Regions from separate parts of the Podarcis muralis genome. Here region 2 is linked to region 1. Evidence: chromatin contacts called from public Hi-C data. All regions are on one chromosome and are shown on one strand. The core of a region is the stretch at or near the end of the contact, and the rest is flanking DNA. Distances in the headings are between cores, read along the strand shown.

What was found. Hi-C and Micro-C count contacts between places; a contact is called where the count stands out from the background.
Region 2: a Hi-C map of blood shows a contact between it and region 1, with 6 times the contacts expected there. The contact joins the promoter of RALGAPB here to the promoter of LOC114599473 in region 1. A contact is called at or near these places in 2 of 3 Hi-C or Micro-C datasets (blood and tail).

The regions. Positions count from the first base shown.
Region 1 is chr5:70,934,127-70,940,863 of rPodMur119.hap1.1, forward strand. It overlaps LOC114599473 (rho GTPase-activating protein 39-like), which reads left to right and starts at 3,431. Exons shown (of 10, transcript XM_077929171.1): 1 at 3,431-3,617; 2 at 6,300-6,529. The coding sequence starts at 6,477.
Region 2 is chr5:71,140,885-71,147,512 of rPodMur119.hap1.1, forward strand. It overlaps RALGAPB (Ral GTPase activating protein non-catalytic subunit beta), which reads left to right and starts at 3,767. Exons shown (of 32, transcript XM_028734815.2): 1 at 3,767-3,975. It overlaps NDRG3 (NDRG family member 3), which reads right to left and starts at 4,201. Exons shown (of 16, transcript XM_077929173.1): 1 at 4,070-4,201.

The DNA.
Region 1 (6,737 bases), core at 2,181-4,680:
ACATAAGATAGTACCCAATGATTCAAAAGGATTTCACAATATGACTCCTCTAAGTCCTGATAAATATTTTACCAAAGCACAAAGTGTACCACCAAAAAGCAAAGAATATACATGATAACCAAAAAAAGCACAACAGCACTGAGTACCTCAACAAAGTTTATAAACTGGCTATTTCATTTTTTAAAAGCAACTAAGTACTGGAGCTCTTCCAGTAACACATACTCTCCAACATTTCTCTGATGAAAATAAGGACGTCCCATTCCATAATGCTATTTTTTTTTTTATATACACCACACATCTTATTGGGTTGCCCCAGCACTCTGAGCATCTTCCAACAAATATAAAAGCATAAATAAAACATTAAACATTAAAAAAAACTTCCCTACAGGATTGCCTTCAGACGGCTTGGGGGTCAAATAACTCCATACCCTCCAATATTTCCCCGGTGAAAATAGGGACATCCTAAGGAAAAGCGGGACATCCTGGGATCAAATCAGAAACCAGGACAGCTTCTCTAAATCAGGGACGTCCCTGGAAAATAGGGACACTTGGTGGGTCTGGTGACAGTGCTACATGTTGGTACATGTACACTTTATCCTCTTACAGGCATGGTGAATTTCTGGCCTGCAGACAATATTAATCCACCAGAAATCCTAATTTGGCCCACAATACCATGTTTCCCCAGTCACACCAACCCTTCCTACATCTGTCATCACATCTGATATCAGGTCAGGTTGGACAGGTAAAGCTGCAATTTCAAAGGAACAACGAGGACCATTAGAATGCACACCCGATTGTTCCTTTGCAAGTTGTCATCTTTTAAATTTGGCACCAAATGCAAGCTCTTCTGGGATAGCTTCCTCTCTTATTCTCCTAGTCAGAGAATAATTGTTGGTATCAATCTGTCTCGAAGGCCAGTGGAATGTGCCTCTAAGAAAGAAGTCAAACAGCTGCATTAGCAGCAGCACTGTGAGCTCCTTGGGACACAAGCCTAGGCAGTGTGTATGGAGGTCCTGGCCTGCCCAGATTATAAGACACGCCCCCCCCCCCCCCGCCTTGCCGATGTGGTGCGAAGGAAAGCAGAGCACTGTGTCTGTCACCAGCTTGGCTGCAGGAGTTGACAAAAGGCAGCGTACAAAACACCATCCAACCGGCTTAGGGACTCCAGTCCGGATTTGTTTAAGGCTAACTCCTTAGCCTTTTCTCCTCCTGAAGATATCCCACAAGGCAGCAGAGGTTTAGGATCAGAGTTTCCTTGCCCTAAATGGGCTACCTTTCCGGGCCCAATCTACCCGTCACTCCCCTCTACAGCACAAGTAGAAACCATGTTATTGACAGTTGAACCCACTATTGGTCAAGTCCACTGCAATCCGCTGCAGCTTGTCTTTGCATGCAGGGAGGTCCCTAACTCACTGAGACCCATTGACTACTCTCACCTGGTTTAGCCAGCCAATCAAACCATTACCTGGGAGTGGCCGCTGTTGCATGCTGGCAGCTTGTAGGAGCTACAGGTGAGAGCTGAGTGCAGGGTGGGAACCAAAGGTGGACAAACTACCACAGAAGGAGCACGACATGTCCCCACCATTGTATACGGTACAACTGTAATATTGGGGTTTAAATATTTGTATGTGTCAATCTACAGGATTGTGATCTATGCTGTTTGAGATACTGTTAACTGCATGCTTGAACAAATATAATTTATAGCATTCTGTTTCAAAGCCCCTGAAAAACAATTCTAGTGAGTCTCCCAAAATGGGAATAAATATCTGAGGGGTTCAGTTTATCAAAGTACATATATGGATCTCAAAGTTTCTTATGCAGAATATGCCAAAGTTAGTTTCAAGTTTTTACTGACGCAAAAAAATAATAATATGCCAGGCTAACTAGATGAGAGTTGTGATTTAATTGGAAAGAGCTGCCACCAGGGGCTGCAATTGCATTATATTTGAAAGAAGTGCACAATAATTGGCATGCTTTCCTAAGGAAGAAAGTTGGCTGTCAAGTGACTTGTTCAAGGCCATTAGACCTTGTTAGTGAGAATAGGATGCTGGCCTGAATTATTGTGGTTTAATGAGTCTCAATAAATGTCCCATTGGGGTTTCCACACAGCACTCTCCTTTCATATTAGTAATGCAGATATGCTTTACTACAATAGAACACAGTTAGTATATGGCGCTCTATATCCCATAAACCATAGAACACAATGAATACTTTATTTCACCTGTTTCCAAGCATGACAACCCTGTTGCTTGATGAGCAGTGTTCTGGCAGAAAACTAATTGGGGAACACATCCTCCTTATTAGGCCGTTCATAAGGAAATAATATAGAATAATTCTAAGGGAGAAAATTATTTTATGTTCAGAATTCCCAATAAACTGTATGAAATATCCTAATTTCACAGTGACATAGTTCTATAAAGTTTCTATAAAGAAAGTTCCATACTATATAAAGCAAAGGTATGTCTCTCATATATATTCTTATTAGATGTTTTCCTTAAGTGTGACAATATATTGCCATCAAACTGGTACTTACCTTTTTATACCATCACATACACATTATTTTGTGCATGTATTTTCTGGCATGAGTCTTAAGGTTCAAAACAGTAAAGTGAAATAGCTTTCCATATTCCTCATATGGGAACTGTAATGTTGATAGCGCAGTGTATACCTGAGAAGTTAGGATAATTTTACTGTGGATCATTTAATATAGATTTGGTATCTGCAAAATTACTTCAACTATCCTTTTATATTTATTCTATTTATAGGGATAAGAATGTTGAGATTCCCACCCACCCACCCTCTATGTTAAAGACTGCAAGAACAGAACCAAGTGGTTTGGATAATCTAATCTGAAGTAAAAAGGAGGCAATACTGAACCAAGTTATAAAGATATCCCCAAAGTTACATTTCCACACATTTTCCAAACTTAGTTCATGCCTAATCCTTGTTTGTGATCACGGAACCATGAATACCTCTTCTTTACTAATGTATGTAGTAGAATGGCTGTGCATAAAGACACTTTGCTTCTTATTAATCCAGAATAACCATTACCGCCTGCTTGTCTAGGGCTAGGCAATCATTAAAACGGATAAAATAAAATAAACATGCTCTGAAAGTGCAAAAAAGAAATGAAATATTTCCTCTTCAGCTACCTCTTAGGGGAAAAAGTGGTTATTAAAACGGTTTAAAAGATGAGGTGGTTTTGATTTGGGCATGTAGTGCTGAAAAGCGTGACCTTCGATTGACGGGGAAGGAGAACCGACCGTCTGCTGCCGCGTCTATAAAGCTTCGCCGACTCGGGAAAGGAGCAACAAGCGCTTTTAGCACACTAAACTCCCGCGGCCCCTCGCTAATGTTTAATCCCAGGTCCCCTTTCCTTTCCAGATTTCACTACCAGGCCTGAGCTGGCTTTCCCCACCAGAGGGACTGGAGAGCGGGGTCCCTCCGCTCCACGGGAAGCCGGGAGGGGCAGCATCGGCGGCGGCGGCAGCAGGCGGGATCGGGTTTCACATCCTGATCCCGACTCGCTCAGGAGCAGCAGCAGCCTTCGCTCAGCCGGAGGGGTACAAGGAGGGAAGCCCGGGCGGCGCGGCCCGAGCGGAGGACATGGCGGAAAGGTGAGTGCGGCCGTCGGATCCCAGCCAGCAACTTCGGGACGGAGGGGATCCCCTGTCCGACCGCTCGCCTCCCTACCTGTTGCGCTGGGTGGGGCGCAGGGCTGGGCCCCAGACGCAGGGAAAAGTATGGAGAAGCCTCCGCCGCCATTCCGCGCTCCTTTCCCCGGCGAGCGCGCGGCTGAGGGGAGGAAAGAAAAGTGTGCGGGAACTTTTGGACGTCCCGTTTGGGGGGGCATGAACGGCGAAAGGGCCCTTGGCGCTCTTTGGGAGCTCCTCTTAATCGGCTTTGGGCTCCTGAGGGAATTTCCTAAAACTGGGGGAAGGGGAGCCGGACAATGGGCGGGAGGCGGCGGCGGCGGCGGGGAAAATATTGGGATTGTGGTGAAAGAACAGAGTTGCGCGACCCTGCTGGAAATGAAGTTTAATCCGCCCCCCGCCTCGGCATAGACCGGCTAAGTGTCTCCCCACGAAGGTGGCATGGTGCATTTTCACATGTTCTGGTTTTTGGTCGATTTATCGTGGGAGTGAGTGGCTTTAGGCGGCGGCGGATTACCGCGCTATGTCGGTGGTTGCTTCGGTGGGGGCATATAGTCTTATAGGCGAAGAATGGATGATGATGCGCTGGTGCATCATGCTTGAGACTGCAGCCTTGCACACTTGCAAGCACTGTAATGACTCTCGCCTCCGGGTGCCAGCCATACTTCCAGTAGCTAACAAGGATTGCAATTCCTGCTTTATCCAGAACCGTGCCCGGAAAAGCGCTGGAAAGATCACCTTTGCATAACTAAGTTAAGTTAACCACGCTGGTTGTGAGCGTGACAAAGGGAGCTGAAGGTCAACGGATCTGCATTGTGATCTTGAGTGGGTACTTTTAGAAATCACATGTGTTTAGGGTTACTACAGAGCCCAAGTATGCCGTGGCTGACATACGCAGTAGGATGTCACCAAGCCCCTTCTTCTCACTGGGACTCCATTTCCCATCTGCAAACTTGGCATGCGGGAATGTATGTACAGGGTCGTGGGTTCCAAACTGCAGTGGAACATAGTATAGATGCATGCAATCCCTGCACATGTTTATGAACAGTAGTGTTGCTTCTATAGGGACTGATCATGCACTTGGAAAAGTCGTATCTTATGTATTGACTGGGACAGGCACCCATTTGGTTCTTTTGTCCTATGCTGGGATCCATGAATAGGTTAGTATACAGATCTAGCAGTTCTAGTCAGGAGGCTATTTTATTTGGCTGATCAGCCACTGACCTTCTGAGCCTCTCTTCTGTGTTGTAGGCAGCTTTGCGCTGTTGGTGCCAGAATATGGAATGCAAAATAGGCAACCTGATACTTTTTAATGGAATGGATTCTATTTTTATAAGTGTGCCTGTGTTTGTAGTTGTACTTTCTGATTTGTATGTAGTATAGACACACAAAAATATAGCTTGTATGTGTGCACATACTCTTATATCAACAGAAGTTGCTGGACCAATAAAAGATATCCCATTACTCATTTTTTATCATTATTATATCCTTACTTGATAGTGTACTCTTACAGAAAATAACTTTTTTGAAAACGTAGAGAAGTAAATTGTTCTACAACAAGGGTTCCCAAACTGTGGTCCGCAGTAAATATTCTTGTTGATTTTTAAATGTATTTTTATTGCTTCTTTTGTTTCTTGCATTGTATTTTATTATTTATTAATAGAATTGTATAATTGGAAGGGATCACAAGGGTTGTCTAGTCCAACCGCCTGCAATGCAGGAATCTTGTTGTATTTTAAATTTTATTTTATGGAATTAAAATTGTGATATAGTAAACTGCAATGGAAGTAATAAAAACAAATTTAAAATCATACATCATTCAACCTTGGGTAGAAAAATTAAGCGGTCTGCCAAGATTGTTGGCAGTTCTCCACTGGTCCATGGAGGAAATCTTTGGGAGCCACTGTTCTACAACATAGGGCTATGATCCAAAGAACTGCCCAAATTAAAGAGTTCATGCCCAATATGCCTTTGGCATTTTTCTCTGAAGAACAGTCACCACACTCACACCGAGGAAATACGGTATATGGCAATCAATAGTGTGTGTCTCAAACTGGTTTCCAAGTGTGATATGGGGGACTGCTGTTTAGCGCAGAAGTGCAGTTTATTTCTGGGCATATAGGCTTTGAGACTTACTTCCATGTGACTTGGTCCTTAGTAAGTGTGCACAAGATTGAAACCTCAATGTAAACATGTTGATCCAAGCTGTTTGTACTAGAAAGGTCTTTCTGCACTTCTTTTGGATATACCCTTTTATCTCTTTGTACTTTTTTTCCTACCTTTTATGCTAGTGTGCTTTTGTTTCTTTTGTAACCCACTCCCATGTAGAACTATTACTTCCAAGATAAAAGTGAAGGCCATGTGTACTTGAATAGGAGCATTTTCTTGGAAACATTGAAAACCAAATATGTACTGTTTTTATTCTGCTTGGAGACATGTACATTCTTCAGAGGGATTCAGCGATGACTTGTTTCCCTCTGCTTTTTAAATGTTTATTTCTATGTAGTGTTTGTTACCTAATAAATATATATATTTTTAAAACGGCATAAGTCTGCACTAATGCATGTTTTCCTAATCTTTCTGTTTGAAGTAGTTCTTTACATGTTTTATAAATATTGCTCGTTCTTTAATCTGGTCTGTGTTTAGCCTACAGCCTGCCCACCTGTGCAGATCAGCAAATTGTAGGATTAGAGCCTCTTGTCCAACAAAAGGGAACAAATGGCCTGTATCGTAAATCTTTCTGAACAACTTTAGTGCAACAGGAAAATCCGTATTACGGAGTGAAGACTAACAAGTCACGTGTTAGCCAGTACAATCCTATACATGAGTGGCTACTCAGAAATAAGCCCCACCGAATTCAATGATACAAAAGCCAGGTAAGTGTATATAGGATTGCAGCCCAAGTTTTGTATATTTTAAAAGTTTTAAAATAAAGAAATTAAGATTTGGCTGCTTCCTCTCCTCCCTCTTTACAGCTGAATAATGCCCAGGGTAATGTTGTCAAGGCAAAATGGCTTTCTAGTTTAGAATGTGTGTCAGTTTTCAGGTGGCAGAGTGGTCAAAACTACCTTCTGATAACTTTGT
Region 2 (6,628 bases), core at 2,517-5,016, 210 kb after region 1:
GATCTAGTTTCCTCCAAGATGGGCTGAATCTTTTCTGCAACCACCTGCTCAAGAACCTTGCCCAAGAAGGGGAGATTAGCAACTGGCCAGTAGTTACTTGGAGTTTCCAAGTGCATGGAGCGTTTATTAAGGAATGGTTTTACCACTGCCTCCTTCAAGCAGGCAGTGACAATTCCCTCTCGCAGGGAGGCATTAATAACCTCCCTGGCCCAGCCAGCTGTCCCCTCCCTGATAGTTTCTTTCAACCAAGAGGGGCAAGGGTTCAGAGTGCATGTGTTTGCCCTGACCGATCCAAGCACCTTGTCCACATCCTCGAACCTTACCAACTGAAACCCATCCAACACAACAAGACTAGACGGTGCTCTGGATTCCCCTTGAAATTCATGTGCTGTAACAGTGGAGTCAAGATCCCTGTGGATGCAAGCGATTCTATCCTAAAAATGCTTTGCAAACAAGTCACAGGGAGTCTCCAGTACTCTTTCCTTTCATGGAAACTGATCCTTTAAAAGTCTGAAATCTCTTACCCTTTGGATAAGTGTTTATATGCGTGGGGAGGAAGAGTTTGAAACACAATGTTTTTCATGTTTTGTGAGATCAGCATAGCAGAAATAGCAGCTTACATTTATGTTACAAGTTCAGCATTTTTACCACTGCATTTTGCTTCCTGCTGATCATTTTCAAGTAAAATACCATGAGAAAGAAAGTAAACACACCTGCACACCCCAACACACATAAAAAGGCTAGCATGAATCCAAATTCTGGTTCCTAACGCCATCTAGTGTCTGGCTTCTGTTCTAAAATATAGGAGTAAATACCGTAGTCCAGTGTTTCCCAACCTTTTTTGGGCAAAGGCACACTTGTTTCATGAAAAAAATCTCGAGGCACACCACCATGCCAGATGGGGAAAGGTCACTTTTTACTTATGTAAAAAAAAAAAAAAAATAGTAACAGCATAGAAGGTAATGGTTAGGCTAGCATCCCTCTTCCAAATATGCTAGGTTTTTATTTGCAGGGACTGTTCTACATGGGAAAGCATTCAGCACTGTCATTCTCCCATCTGCCATCTGAATCGGTACTATTCTAGGTCAACTTACTCTGCTGCATGTGTAGATGAAAATGGCACCAAGTGTGGGGGAGGGGGCAGAACAGGTTTCAGATACAGGATATTAAGCATACACGTACTTCAGATTGAACTGGTTGCTTGCTTTGCAAGTTTTCATTTCCCAAATGACTGCCTTGGCAAGCGCAATACCTACCAGGCTCAACGCCGGTCTCACGCTGCCGCTTCCCGCGCTCTCAAGGACCCGGGAGGAGGAAGGCGTGAAGGGAATCCCGAAGGCGCGAAAACCTCGCGCATGCGCAGGCCTTCCGCCTGTGACAGCCCAGTAGGCCGGCCGAAGCGAGCGGCGATGGGATGTGGGAGCTCGCTCGCTCGCCGCCCCGCGTGTGCCTATGTGGGGCACGTTACAGCCCCGTGACGTCAGCGCCACGCAGGCAGCCAGGCAGGCAGACGGCAAGAGCCCCGCGCTGGGCGGCCTCTCCTCGCCGCCGCCGCCCCGCCTCTCGCCGCCCGACTCGCCCGCCTCCCTCCAGGCAACATCTCGCGGCACACCAGGCAACGTCTCGCGGCACACTAGTGTGCCGCGGAACACCGGTTGGGAAACACTGCCGTAGTCTACCAAGAGCTAATTCAATGCTTTTTTAAAATCAGGACTGTGTGGAAGCCCCAGAGTCTGAAGGTATCTCCAAGGGGTTCCACAACTTTTAAAATCTCTTCACCTTTCCTTCTTGCACCAGCCTGTCACTCACACTCTTAAGAGTGGGAATGTCTATTTGTAACATGTGGCCTAGTCTTAGTACTAACATCTTAAATTGGGTCTGGTAGCTCCCTGACAGTTAGTGCAGGGCTTTCAGAACAGGTGTGCTACTGGAATGGTTTTATTGAAATGTATTGTTTTATATGTCTTTTTGGTAGTTAAGTGAAGAGTAAGTCAAATAGATAATAATAATGATTTATTAAATCAAGTTTCCATCACAGCTTCTAGTAGAAATTACCTTTCACATCTTGATATTCTCAGTGAGGTATTTTTTAACTCCTGGGCCCAGTTCTGTAACGGAAGGGAGAGTGCAGCTCTAGACTTTTTTGTGCTGACTGGTGGGAGTTGTAGTACATCTGGAGGGTATTGGGTTGGTGAAGGCTGTTCTGAACTTTGTTTTTTTTTTTTTTTTTTTAGCCATCCAAGTTTGGGCTTGTTAAACTTATAACTAAATTCCACAATAGAATTGTTCTTAGGCAGAGGCCAGCATAGTGCTGCAGTACTAACTATTCCTCCTTCTTGTTGGCTATAGTCAAATGCTTTATCAGACATTGCTTTTTGTAATTGTGCAAATGGTTTGTGCATCCATTATGCATGTGTTTAAAACATTAGCAAACTTTGATCTATTGTTGTATTAAAGGCAAGCTTTCTAACCTCCTTAAAGTGGGTGTAACGGCAGTGTCAGCCCAAGACATTTTGGTACCGGAGGCAAACCACAAAATGCTTTCTCCCCTCCCATTAAGGAAGAAGGGGTGGATTACGATTTACAATGTGACCAAGTGAGGGGGGTGGAATCAAATCAAGCTTGCCTGACGGTTGATGTGGAAATCAAAGCCCATCATGGGTGGGAAAGAGGCCCATTCTAAATTATGACAGGTGGGTGCAGAACCCAGGAGACTTCAGAGTGCAGCCCCATGGGCATAGTTATCAAGTAAATAAATAAAAATACTTAACTAAAAATAGAAATTGTAGAGATTTTGACAGATTTTCCTGAGCACTGGGAGTCAATATAAAGTAATCTAAACCAACTGCTGTTGAGACATTTCATTCCAAATCTGCTAGGCAGAGCCGGACAGAGGTTAATGACAGGTAGGTGTCTAGCCCCAGCCTAACAAAAATCCTGGCTTCCTGCCTTAACATAAAACCTGCTTAGGAGCTGCTCCCTGCAAGGTCTCTAAAGGCTTACTGTTCTAGGGGGTGCATGGGTACTGGTGGGTCTTTGTCGTTAAGCAAAGGTGTATTTGGATAGTACAGTGGTACCTCGGGTTAAGTACTTAATTCGTTCCAGAGGTCCATTCTTAACTTGAAACTGTTCTTAACCTGAAGCACCACTTTAGCTAATGGGGCCTCCTGCTGCTGCCGTGCCGCCGGAGCCCGATTTCTGTTCTCATCCTGAAGCAAAGTTCTTAACCTGAAGCACTATTTCTGGGTTAGCGGAGTGTGTAACCTGAAGCATATGTAACCTGAGGTACCACTGTATGGCTTTTGAGGTTTTTTTTACAAAAGCCCTTGCGATTATGCTGCCTTAAATTTTTGCAAGCTGCTTGTTATTGCTTGAATTCTGCAGATTTGAAAACTTTTTGTGGGCTGTATTGCGGGCCTTTTGCCCATATATATATATATTTACCACTATTAACACAGCGGGGCTTACCTCCGCGTAGACATGTACGCATAGGACTGCATTGTTAGGAATTTTAACAACAAGGACGCAACAGCAGGACAAATTAAAACGAACCCGGCCCCTTTAAAAGTGTCAACGAAAGGGCTGAGCATAGAACGGCATTACGCATGCGCACGCCGCCCAAGCTTGCCTGAAAATTCTTCCCTTCACCTTACTCTCCCACCGCTTTTCAAGGGAAAGATCACGCACGCACGCGTACTTCCGGTGGAGAACGACCGTAGGGGGAATATGAGGACTTATTTCGCGCGGCGCGGAAGGTTCTCAAGGCGCGTGCGCGCCGCGTAGGGTGGAAACAGGGGCTCTAGGGTGTGAATTTTCTGGCGCGGCCGGAAGTGTCCGGAGAGACCTGAGCGCAGCGTCCGATTTCTCTCCCGCACCCCCCGCCCCTCACCCACTGCGGGCACTATGGAACCGGGAGCTTGAAGGAGGAGCTGCTTGCCTTTGCCCCAGACATGCTAGCCGGCCCCCTTGGTGCAGGTAAGCGCGGCCAGGCGACCCCCCCCTCCGCAAAAGAACCACGGCCCACGACGCGCTCTCCCTCCGCTGGGCCCGCTCCCTCACCCGCTCTGACCTCTGCGCTCCGGGCTGCCTGGCTCCTTTATTATTCCCGGGTTGGAGGCCTCGACGCCCGATCCTGGCGCCTCCTTTCCCGGGAGGGTGTAGTCGGAGGCGGGGGGGGGGGTCTTCTCCGGGCTGCCTCCCTCAACGGTGTGCGCGGTTGTGCCTCCTCCTTCCCGGCAGACCGCTCCTGGGAGAAAGTGCTCCCTGCGGGAGAGGAGTTGCTCTTGTTTCCGGTGGATCCTGGAGCCCCCCATGGGGCGCTTAAGCAAAGCTAGGCCCTGCCGAGGCGAAGCAATATCCCTTTCCCCACTCCCACCCTCTCGAGGAAGAGCCCCTACAGCAGCTGCCTGAGTGAGTTAACGATTGCACTCCAGTTTGTAGTTCTTGTTGCTGCTGGGCAAGGTTGGCCAGCTGGCAAATTCTGGGTTCACTTCTTCTCCCAACTCGGAAATAGGTAGCAGGATTTAAACTTAAACAGCCAGAGACACATGTTTATTAGGCAAAGATGCTGACACTGTTGGTCAAGCTCAGGTGGGTGGAAACTATACTGATAGCATGTCATCAAGAGGGACTTGAGGTACAAATGGAGCCATGTGTTGTCATGAATTTGTTTGCGCCTGTTGCTGCTTTTACCTTTCGGCACTCCACAGCTTTCTGCAAAAAAGAGGGGTAATTATAGTGCTTTGCGACAGAGGAGTTGTAAAAATCGGCAACACTGATGTGCGAGAAGCACTTTGAAAAAAGCGCTGTGTATAAATGCTACGCATTAATACTGTTTGTGGAAAGAGTTTATTCCCTTAAAGCAGGGGAGCAGAACCTGTGGGTCTCCTGTTATGGTTGGCTCCTCATGCCCATCAGGTCCAGCCAGCATAGCCACAGTCACAGATTATAGGAGTTATTGCTGAAAACATTTGGAGGGCGAGAGGCTGGGGACGGCTGTCTCATTCCATTTGGGGCAGCTGTAGTCTGTAATCCAGTCTGTGTATTTACTGCCTTTCATCCTAGTTGTTTGAAAACCTAACTTGAAATCCTGGCTTCTTTGAAGCTAGAAGTTATACTCTTACTGACAGGATTTTGCTGTTTTGTCTCATGCCTGAAGGCAAACAGCCAGTTACTCTACTCGCTGATTTCCCCAATTTAGTTGTTTTTTAAAGTTATTGCTATGAAGATCCTGTTTTTACTAAAAAAACAGGTTTGCAAAAGGACTGCTTTTCAAAACCTGGTAATGTAATACCTCGGACATATTCATAAAAAAGAATTCAGTGTTGCACTCTTCTGATTGTTCTATCTGTGCAAGTATTGTATTCCCCCCCCCCCATGCAGTTCTGGGGGCTTTCCTGACCCTCCCCAAGCCAATTTCATAGGCAGGAGGAGAAAGCCTCATTGTGCAAGTAGAAGTCCTTATGAAAATAGAAGTAGAATCCTGCCCACAATACCTATGAATTTGTATGTGGATATATATTGGTTTATGTTTTGTTTTGAAGTTATAAAAAAAAAAGTAAAAATGCAGCAATTAACCTAAGAACCTGGCAAATTATAGGCTCAGATCATATGCACATATGCCATTTTCAGTCCTCAGCAACCCAGTTGGAAAAAGTACTCAGAATAGTAACACTTCTTGAAAGACCATACATAAAATAACTTAAGATACCATAATTATTGCGGATTAGCTGAATAGCATTTCTTCCCACTCTATATCCCTTCAGTGGTCTACATGCCATTCTGAATATATGTGTGAGCTGTGCCAAAAGCAGCTTACAACAAACATTCAAAATATCAAAATACAAAGCAATGGGGTGGGGTTGTTGCTCTTGCAAAAACATGCAGTTGTGGTATTTCTGCTGTGGCAAAGCAGTGTGGTTGTACATCTATGAACAAAAAACTCCACATGAAGCAGATCAAAAATAAGTATACCAGAGAGTATGTGTCATTGTTCTTGTTATGTGAAAATGCAGAAGAGCAAAAAGGAGATCTTTGTTTGGGAGCACAATATACCATAGTAAAATTTTGTAAGAGAGAATGGGGAAGGTGTCTACCTTTATGGTGTGGTGCTGGAGGGGCATTTTTGCATACTCCCTCCCCTCCCATAACAATACAATGCACTAAGTAAGAAATCCTCTGGAGCACTATTCTTTTGTAAGCATAATGGTAGCAGACATAATGAACAAGAACAATAGAACAGTTATGCAAATATATAAGAAAAACTCAGCATTTGAGAAAAATAATGCAACATGTGGATGCATTTCTTGTATTATAAACTTAAGACCCCAGATAAGCTGGAAGCCGGGAATGCTTTTTGTCAATTATGTTTAGCGCGTAGGCTGTGCACATTTGGAGGCCAGTTATCTTGCTTTATTTATCTGCTTTTTGTAACATGTAAGGTTTACTACTGTAATGCAATTATGTGAATCTGCCTGTTAGACTATTGTGCAGAATGCCACTACTAATTTCCTGACAGGGAAGTGGGAGCATATTCAACAGATGTGGCAAATACATTGGCTTGTTGTTTGCATCTGTGTCCAGCTTAAGCTTCTGGCACTTGCCCTCTAAAGCCTTTCATTTTTTGAGA